2 separate regions of the Delphinus delphis genome follow, and region 2 is linked to region 1. Evidence: chromatin contacts called from public Hi-C data. All regions are on one chromosome and are shown on one strand. The core of a region is the stretch at or near the end of the contact, and the rest is flanking DNA. Distances in the headings are between cores, read along the strand shown. Region 1 holds the start of NDUFS6 (NADH:ubiquinone oxidoreductase subunit S6). Region 2 holds the start of CLPTM1L (CLPTM1 like).

Region 1 (3,857 bases), core at 1,135-3,634:
GGAGGTCAAGGGTTGCAGCCGGTTCAGGACCGTGGTGAGCTGACGGGTCTGAGCGAGGCGACGTCACCAGCACTGCCCCCTCCATTCACACGTTACTGGCCTCACGAACTCTGGAATGTCTGGTTCGGTGTTTAAGTTGCTCCCTGATGTCTGTCCCCAGCGAGGGCAACCAGAAACCAGAAGCCACGGTAGAATTCCCAGGAGAGAGGAGTGTGACAGGCTGAGATGGAAAGCCGGGGGCAGGGTCGACCCCAGGGCTCAGGACGCACCTGCTGGAACTGCTCCATCCAGGGGGCCAGACTCCTCGCCCCACGACACCCTCAAAGTGGGAGGTAGGAAACCAGACCCTGGGGATGGACAACGTAACCAAGGTCAAAGGGAGGGGAGATGCGACTTAGGGACAGCTGAGGGTGGCAGGAAGAATCAACAGGCTGCCTGAAGGGGAGAAGTGACGCCAGGTGACTGCTGGGGAGGGGTGGAGGGAGGCCTGAGCCAGGGCGGTGAGGACTCCCTCTGAGGTGGCAGGCACGGGAGAGAGGAAGTGGGAAGAACGCAGGCCACCGAGGCGAAAGGATTCCAGTGTCCAGCGGTTGCACTGGTGTTTCAGACCCACTCAGGGAAGACCCACCCATGTGCTGTCTTCAAAAGTCCCTGAAAGGGCTTCCCTGGTGGCGCAGTGGTTTAGAGTCCACCTGCCGATGCAGGGGACACGGGTTCGTGCCCCGGTCCGGGAAGATCCCACATGCCGCGGAGCGGCTGGGCCCGTGAGCCATGGCCGCTGAGCTTGCGCGTCCGGAGCCTGTGCTCCGCAACGGGAGAGGCCACAGCAGTGAGAGGCCCGAGTACCGCAAAAAAAAAAAAAAAAAGTCCCTGAAAGAACCAGCCTAATCTATACGCTGTGAACCACAGAAAACATACTCCAAAAAGCGACTGAAAGAGTAATTTTAAAACATTGATGTGACTCTGCTTTAACCTGAGAGTCTGGCAAGTATAAGGCACAGAAGTGAAAGAAAAGGTCACGCCCATTTACACGTAAGCTAAAACTATACTCACGAGATGTCGTGTTACATGTCTCAGGGGGAAAAAGCAAAACAGAACTAGACATGTTTAACACGCAGAAGAAATGGAGAATTCCAGAGATTCTAGAGTGCTCACAATCTGGGGAGAATTTACTTAAATTTTACAGATTAGTATTTATTTCTTCTCCGTTATAAAAAGTTTTAGAAAGCTCACCTCTCTTTTGCTAGACCTTTCACTCACCTCTTTCTGACGACCTACAAATCGAACTTTCCTGTAGTCTTTATCGCCATAAACCTGAAAAGAAAAAGACGGTATGTGATTTTTTACGGCCCGATGCTGTATCTTACACCAATCATAAACGCTTCAGGAAAAGTGTTTTCTTAACGTTCAGGCCATTCACGATCACACACACCGCGAGTCCGTGTAGTTGCGCACCCAGGGGCGTTTTTCAGCAGGATTCCTAACGGGACATCAGGCAGGAGTCTGAACTGGAAGTAGCAAAAGGTAGGGAAGGAGCAGAGGAGCGCAGTCCTGGCGGAGGGGGACACCCGCCTTCGACCTCGGAGGCCCCGGAGCTCCCCTCCTCTCTGAACCTGCTCCGTGGCCTTTTCTAACAACACAGGTACTCACTCCCTCATCTTTGGGCTGCGGATCACAGCCTAACGCCGTGTTTGTATTTCAGTAACTCGAGAGTTACTACAATGTGGTATTCAACATTACACAAACACGAGGAGATCGGACGCACAGAACTGGTCATTGCTGACTCCACCGGAGGGCTCCCCACAGTAACCAAGGGGCTACCCCGGGATAACAGTCTTGGATCCGAGTTCGCTGCGAGGATGAGACCACAGTGGCTGCAGACAGCCCCTCGGTACCCCTGCGGGTAGTGGGCCCGGGGCCCCGGACGGAGGGGGAGACCGAGGACGGCACCGCAGGCGCTGGGTCTGGGGCGTCAGGGGGACTGGGGGACTGGACTGCGGGTGCGGGGCTCGGGGCCCCGAGGGACTGGACCGTGGGACCCGGGTGCTGGGCCGGGGGAAGAGGAGGGACCGGGGTGCTGGGCGACTGGACCACGGGCACTGAGCTTGGGGCACAGGGGGCAGCGGGGCGCTGGGCCCCGGGGACACGGGGGCCGAGCCGGGGCTCCGCCCACCTGGGCGCCCCGAGGGGGAGGGCGCTCTCCGCGCCGCAGGCGTTACCTGGCCGGTGTGCGTGACCTTCTCCCCGGTCGGCGAGGTCTGCACCCCGAAGCACCTGGCGGCCCCGGGCAGGCTCCGCGCCGCCGCGCCCCCCCTGCCCAGCAACCTGAGGAAGGTCACCGCCGCCGCCATCTTTCAGGCTGACCTTCGACTCCGCGCACCGACGCGCCGAGCGCCGACGCATGCGCACGGCGTCCGCGCCCCCCCCCCCCCCCACACACAACCTCGGCCCGGATTTACCTCGCCCGGTGAGGCGCGCACGCGCGGTGCGGTCAGGCAGGTGCGGCCGGCTGGTGCAGCGGCGGGCGGGGGCTCAGCCCGGATAAGGGGGGACGCTCCGCGCAACCTTAGCACTTAGTGATGCTCCACTTACAAGGGGCAGGGCAGGGGAGGATGGAAACGGAAGATGCAGTGCTTACCTTCGATGGTTACGGATAATCATGGGGAGTTACATGTTGAATGTTGTGAATGTTGGAGATGAGTCCTTGCTTAGAGGAAACTGGAAGTACATCATGTTGGACAGAGCGCATTTCTTTGTGGTTCTGGGGTTTCTGCAGCAGAGCCCAATGAAACTGCCAGTAAAGCGCAGCCGATGGCATCCCTCATGCAGGTTAGCCCCGAAAGGCCCGCTGCTCTGGAGCACACCTCGCGGTCCCGGCCCTGCTTCTCTCCTGCCCCTCATGGCGTCCTCCAAACGGCCTGTGCAGAGACCCGTCGGGATGGTCAGCTCACGGCCAGCCCCCGATGGGCGAGGGCGGTGGGCACAGGGAGCAGTCCCAGAGCTGGGGTGGAGTCGCGCATCCCACTGCCCAGGAGCTGAGGGCACCCACAGCCTGGACTCCAGGGCGGTGTGGCGATGAGAGGCGACAGTGCCCAGAATACCTCCCGGATCGGAAAGGTGTCCACGGACGCATGCTCAGAGGCAGGCCCGAGCTCACCTGGGCAGGGGCCACAGCTTGCAGCCGGGTCAGGGGTGCGCGTGCGGTGCCAGGGCGGCGCGCAGGTGCACCCCGTGTGCAGCTCACCTTCGTGTGCGTGGAAAGTAGTTGTGTCCACGCAGACACAGCCTGGAAAGACATGCGTGGCGATTTCACTGTGGAATCTGGGCAGTGGGTACGTACGTGGGTGTTCGCCATCAGTGTCTTTTAACTTTTCTCTGTGTTTGAAAGTATGTTGGAGGAAATAAATTTAACTGCAGTCAGTTAGAACCAGGGCCTATTTCCATGCGTTCCCCTGAGCCTCGCCACATTTCTCCCAGGATGTCCACTTAATACAAACATGAGGTTTTTCTAGATTTTGTTTTGACATTGATATTTATCAGCTTTTTAAAAAGTCTACTTGGTTGTGACTTCTTTTTCATTCAAAATACCTACTTTTGTTCCCATTTTTCATCCCTCCCCCGCCCCCGGGAGCGCCCCCCAAACCTTAGCCGCCCGGTGGCCCACAGGGCTGGGGGAGTCCCGGGAGGAGGGCGCAGGGTCCCGGGAGTGGGGGGCGGGCTGGGTATGCAGGGGACCGGGGAGGGGAAAGGCAAGCAGCCGGGGAGGAACCCGGCGCTCCGCGACTCCCGCACCCCCGTGGCTCCGCCTCTGCGCCCAGCCCCGAGGGGACCGCCACGTGACCCTGCTGCCATCTTCC
Region 2 (4,187 bases), core at 185-2,684, 290 kb after region 1:
GTCTTTAACAGCATCTACTGTTTCTATAAACGCTTAGCAATGTTTTTGATTGTGAGACAGAAGGAAAAGAGAAGTGGATGTGAATGCGAATGAGGATGGCGCATTCTCCATCACAGAGGGCCGGCCACTGGGCATGGGAGGCTCCAATGAATCAAAGGTCCTGATTCCACGGACTCTTTAATGCAAACAGGAAGAGCACGTGCCCTTCCAGGGGCCAACTGGGCAGCTTTCAACAGCCTGGACAGGGGGAATGAGTTCCCTCACTCCCTGGAGCCCCAGCTGAGCTCTCCCTCTAGCGGGCGGGGGGGCTGGCCCTAAGGGGAGCTACTGAGGATCCGGTCCAGCCCTCAGCAGCCTCGGCTCCTGGGAGGCACTGGAGGGTGATTTAAAAGAAAAAAAGAAAAAAGAAAAAAAAACTGTTCACGTATTGAGATATAGGGAAGTCGTTCTGGCTTATATATGAATTAACTTGAATTTGATGCTAACTAAAATAGCCTGTTTGTGGCCTATGAGACATACATTGTACATCTGCTTTAATTATTAGAAAAAAAGGACACATTGACCAGAAGTAAAGAATGTCCATGTTAAAAAAAAAAGATTAAATGGCGCTCTTCCTGGGACGCCAATGCTGGTCCTCCTTTGATAAGAAGCCCTTCCCAGGCGCCAAGGCCATACTGATTCGCTGTTTACGTGCTGATCTGTTCTCTTTATTAAAACCTTGAAGAAATGTTATCTGACTTGTTTAATGTTCTTTGTTCTGACGAAATATAAAACTGTGCCGAAAATCATGCTTATCCGGAGCAGTTTCTCGGGGAAACCTGGTAAGCGGGCTTCTGGGCTAGTCCTCAGCTTGGCTCAAATAAAACTCTTTTCTATTGTTATAGATTGTTTATCGATTACTTTCGTTGACAAGGGCCTCGGCCCTTCATTTAGAAATGCTGTGTTTTTCTTCAAAGGCGCCCCTCTGGGGGTTCATATTTAAAGACGACGGAAATCAACACGAAAGGGTCGCTGACTTTAGTGAGTCTATTTCTTTTCTCTTCCATTTTTCACGTTGACATAACGCCAGACTCAGAAAGGCTGAGAACAGCGCACACCCCCGCCGCGTCTCAGGCCCGGCTCCTCCGCGTTCACACGCCGCCCCGCCGTTTGGCCCGGGTGCGAGGGTCCCTCCCGCTTCTCCGGTGGTGGCGGCGTTGGAGAGTCCTGCGCCCCGGCCCTCCCGACGCCCCCGCCCCATAGGTGCCCTGGGACCCGCCGAATTGCCAGCGCCCGGACCCCGCGGGGTACGCCGGGAGGACGGCGCAGGCGGGTGACGATAGCGTCGCGCCACTCACGCAGGCGTGCGCGCGTGCGCGGCGGCGGCAGGACTACGCTTCCCAGGGGGCCGCGCGGCGCGCCCACTTCCGGCGGGCGGCGCGGGCCCGGAAGCGGCGCACCGGCGAATCCCGCAGCGACAGGTCGGCGGCGGCGGCGGCGGCGGGAGCATGCGGGGCGGCTGGCGGCCCGCGGCGCGCAGCGCGTTCTTTCCCCGGCGGTGGCGGCGGCGCGCAGCGGCTCTCGCGTGAGCGGCGGCGGCCGGAGCGGCCGGCAGGGCGCCGGAAGGGCGGGCGGCGGGGCCCGCGGCTGCGAGGCGGGCCGGGCCGGGCGGCGGCGGCGGCGGCGGCGCCATGTGGAGCGGCCGCAGCTCCTTCACCAGCCTGGTCGTGGGCGTGTTCGTGGTGTACGTGGTGCACACCTGCTGGGTCATGTATGGCATCGTCTACACCCGCCCGTGCGCCGGCGACGGCAACTGCATCCAGCCCTACCTGGCGCGGAGGCCCAAGCTGCAGGTGAGCGCCGGCCTTCGCACCTGACCTCTGATCTCGGGCTGGGCGGGGCCGGGCCCTTCGCACCTGAACCTGACCGGGTCTGGGCAGAGTTCTCTCCTCCCCGCCCCCGAATCGTAAAGCTCCTGACCCCGCACGCTGGCCCCCGTGACCCTCTTCACCCCATCACATGGCGTCCAGAGTCCCTGTACCCCTGCCCCGTTCATCAGGCAGCCACACACTTTAGCAGGTTGTTCCTTTGCAGCAGGCGCGTCCCGGAACGTCCTGTCACCGGGCGGAGTTGTGTCCCTTGCGGAGTTAAGATGCACCTTTCCCTGTGTGGCTGGTCAGGTCTCTGTGTGCTTTCTGCCAGGGGCCTTGCCCAGCTGACTTTCTTGACGTCCTTTCCAGCTCAGCGTGTACACCGCCACACGGTCCAACCTGGGTGCCGAGAACAACGTGGACCTGGTCTTGAACGTGGAGGACTTTGACGTGGAGTCCAAATTTGAAAGGTATGGTTGTGGACAGGGTGACAGGCAGGCATCATTGACGTTGAGATTGTTGACAGGTCAGCGTTCTGCACGTGAGGAGGGTACCACGGAGAAGCAGCGGCACCAGCCATCTCGTGCACGGTAGAACGTTTTCATTGCAGGTGTGTGTGATACGCACACAAGCAAACTTTTTCACTTGAAAGTAGCAGACGCCGAGTTTGTCCTTTAGGAAGTAGCTTACCCAGCGTCTGACAGCTGTGGGATACGGTGCGGCCCTGGGGAGCTTCCAGAGGAGTGGGGATTATGGTGGGGACTACGTGGGGAACAGAGCTTACACACGCAGTTTCCCACAGAGAACAACTTGCGTTTTCCTGGCAGAAGTGGTTCAGTTATGTCGTCTAGAAGGGAAAAGGGAAGGGGACGGAGGAAAGAATTTAGCAGAAAATCGTAATTAAGTGAAATGTAACTTTGCAACAGAGCAAGCAATATAAACGTTGACGTCTGTAGAGTGGCTTTTTGAAGCTGTATTTAAGCTATGGTTTTAGTTTCTTAAATTCTAGCAAGTTTAATTTTAAAGATCATGTGTTTGTCACAAGTTCTCCTCTTCCCTCTTGGCTGTCTGGGAGGCGTCAGAGTGAGCACCGGGGTGCGTGGTGTCTTGCGGGATACACATCCTCTTGCCGCTGCGGGGGCGGGGCAGGGGGCGGGGCACACACGTTTGGTGTTGGCCCCCTTAGCCTGTGACCTCAGCGCCCGGAATGCAGGCCTTTCAGCTTTTGGGCAGCTGCCGTGCTTGCAGGGCGTGTTCCATAAATGTGCGCACTCAGGACTTCAGGAACATCCAGGTCGCTGGGTTCCGTTTTTAGTATTTCTCAGCTAAAATTAGTTGGTCTGGGTTTGAAACAACATTTTTTGTAGAAATATTTGCATAGTCTCCACTCTGTGCACACACAACGTAATGTGTACGTGATTGAAATCATCATTTGTTTTGTTGCAGGACAGTCAATGTTTCTGTTCCAAAGAAAACCAGGAACAACGGGACGCTGTATGCCTACATCTTTGTCCATCACGCCGGCGTCCTGCCCTGGCACGACGGGAAGCAGGTGCACCTGGTGAGCCCGCTGACCACCTACATGGTCCCCAAACCGGAAGAGGTGAACCTGCTCACTGGGGAATCTGCCACGCAGGTGAGCGGAGCCGGCTGAAGGAAACCTGCTGAGCCCCTTGTAGTTCACACACACGTGTGTGCGCGTACGGTTTGCGTCTGGCGCTGGGCTGACTGCTGGGAAGTGAGGCGATCAGATGTTACGGGCACATACGTTTTCAGCTCAGTAACTTCTCATGGGTTTGCAGATAAGTTTATGTCGAATTAGTGACGTGCAGTTTAAGTAGTTCAGTGATTTTTGTTTTTTATTTTTTCTGGCTGTGCCGTGTGGCATGCGGGATCTTAGTTCCCCAGCCAGGGGTCGAACCCGTGCCCCTTGTAGTGGAAGCGTGGAGTCTTAACCACTGGATCGCCAGGGAAGCCTGTTCAGTGACTTTCTTTACCCAGATGCCTTCTCAGGCCACAGGACCTCTCAGCCCCCAGAGAGCGTGTGTGCACCCCAATGGGTCCAGGGCAGCCCCTTCTGCAGAGCTCAGCTGCAGTCAGAACTTAGAGTTGGGAGACACTGCACTGTGTGTAGGACAGGACAACGCTTGAATATTTATTCTAAGGATGTAACTCAAAATTATGAAAAAGGTGTGTGTGCAAATTGTATCTTGTACACCCATAGAAAGCTGTACATACAGGGAAAGACTGGAGATCACATACGCGGTCATTACCGCAGTGGAGGGTGGGACGGAGCGATCCTGGTATTCGGGTCCGCGTTGAATGCAAGGGAAGTCA

What was found. A called contact is a pair of places that touch in the nucleus more often than the background predicts.
Region 2: a Hi-C map of lung shows a contact between it and region 1, with 10 times the contacts expected there. The contact joins the promoter of CLPTM1L here to the promoter of NDUFS6 in region 1. A contact is called at or near these places in 2 of 3 Hi-C or Micro-C datasets (lung and muscle).

What each region holds. Positions count from the first base shown.
Region 1 is chr3:171,791,467-171,795,323 of mDelDel1.2, forward strand. It overlaps NDUFS6 (NADH:ubiquinone oxidoreductase subunit S6), which reads right to left and starts at 2,385. Exons shown (of 4, transcript XM_060009692.1): 1 at 2,220-2,385; 2 at 1,261-1,314. The coding sequence starts at 2,351. MRPL36 (mitochondrial ribosomal protein L36) reads left to right here and starts at 1,520. Exons shown (of 2, transcript XM_060009690.2): 1 at 1,520-1,891. The coding sequence starts at 1,722.
Region 2 is chr3:172,080,490-172,084,676 of mDelDel1.2, forward strand. CLPTM1L (CLPTM1 like) reads left to right here and starts at 1,435. Exons shown (of 17, transcript XR_009519031.1): 1 at 1,435-1,832; 2 at 2,220-2,320; 3 at 3,297-3,486.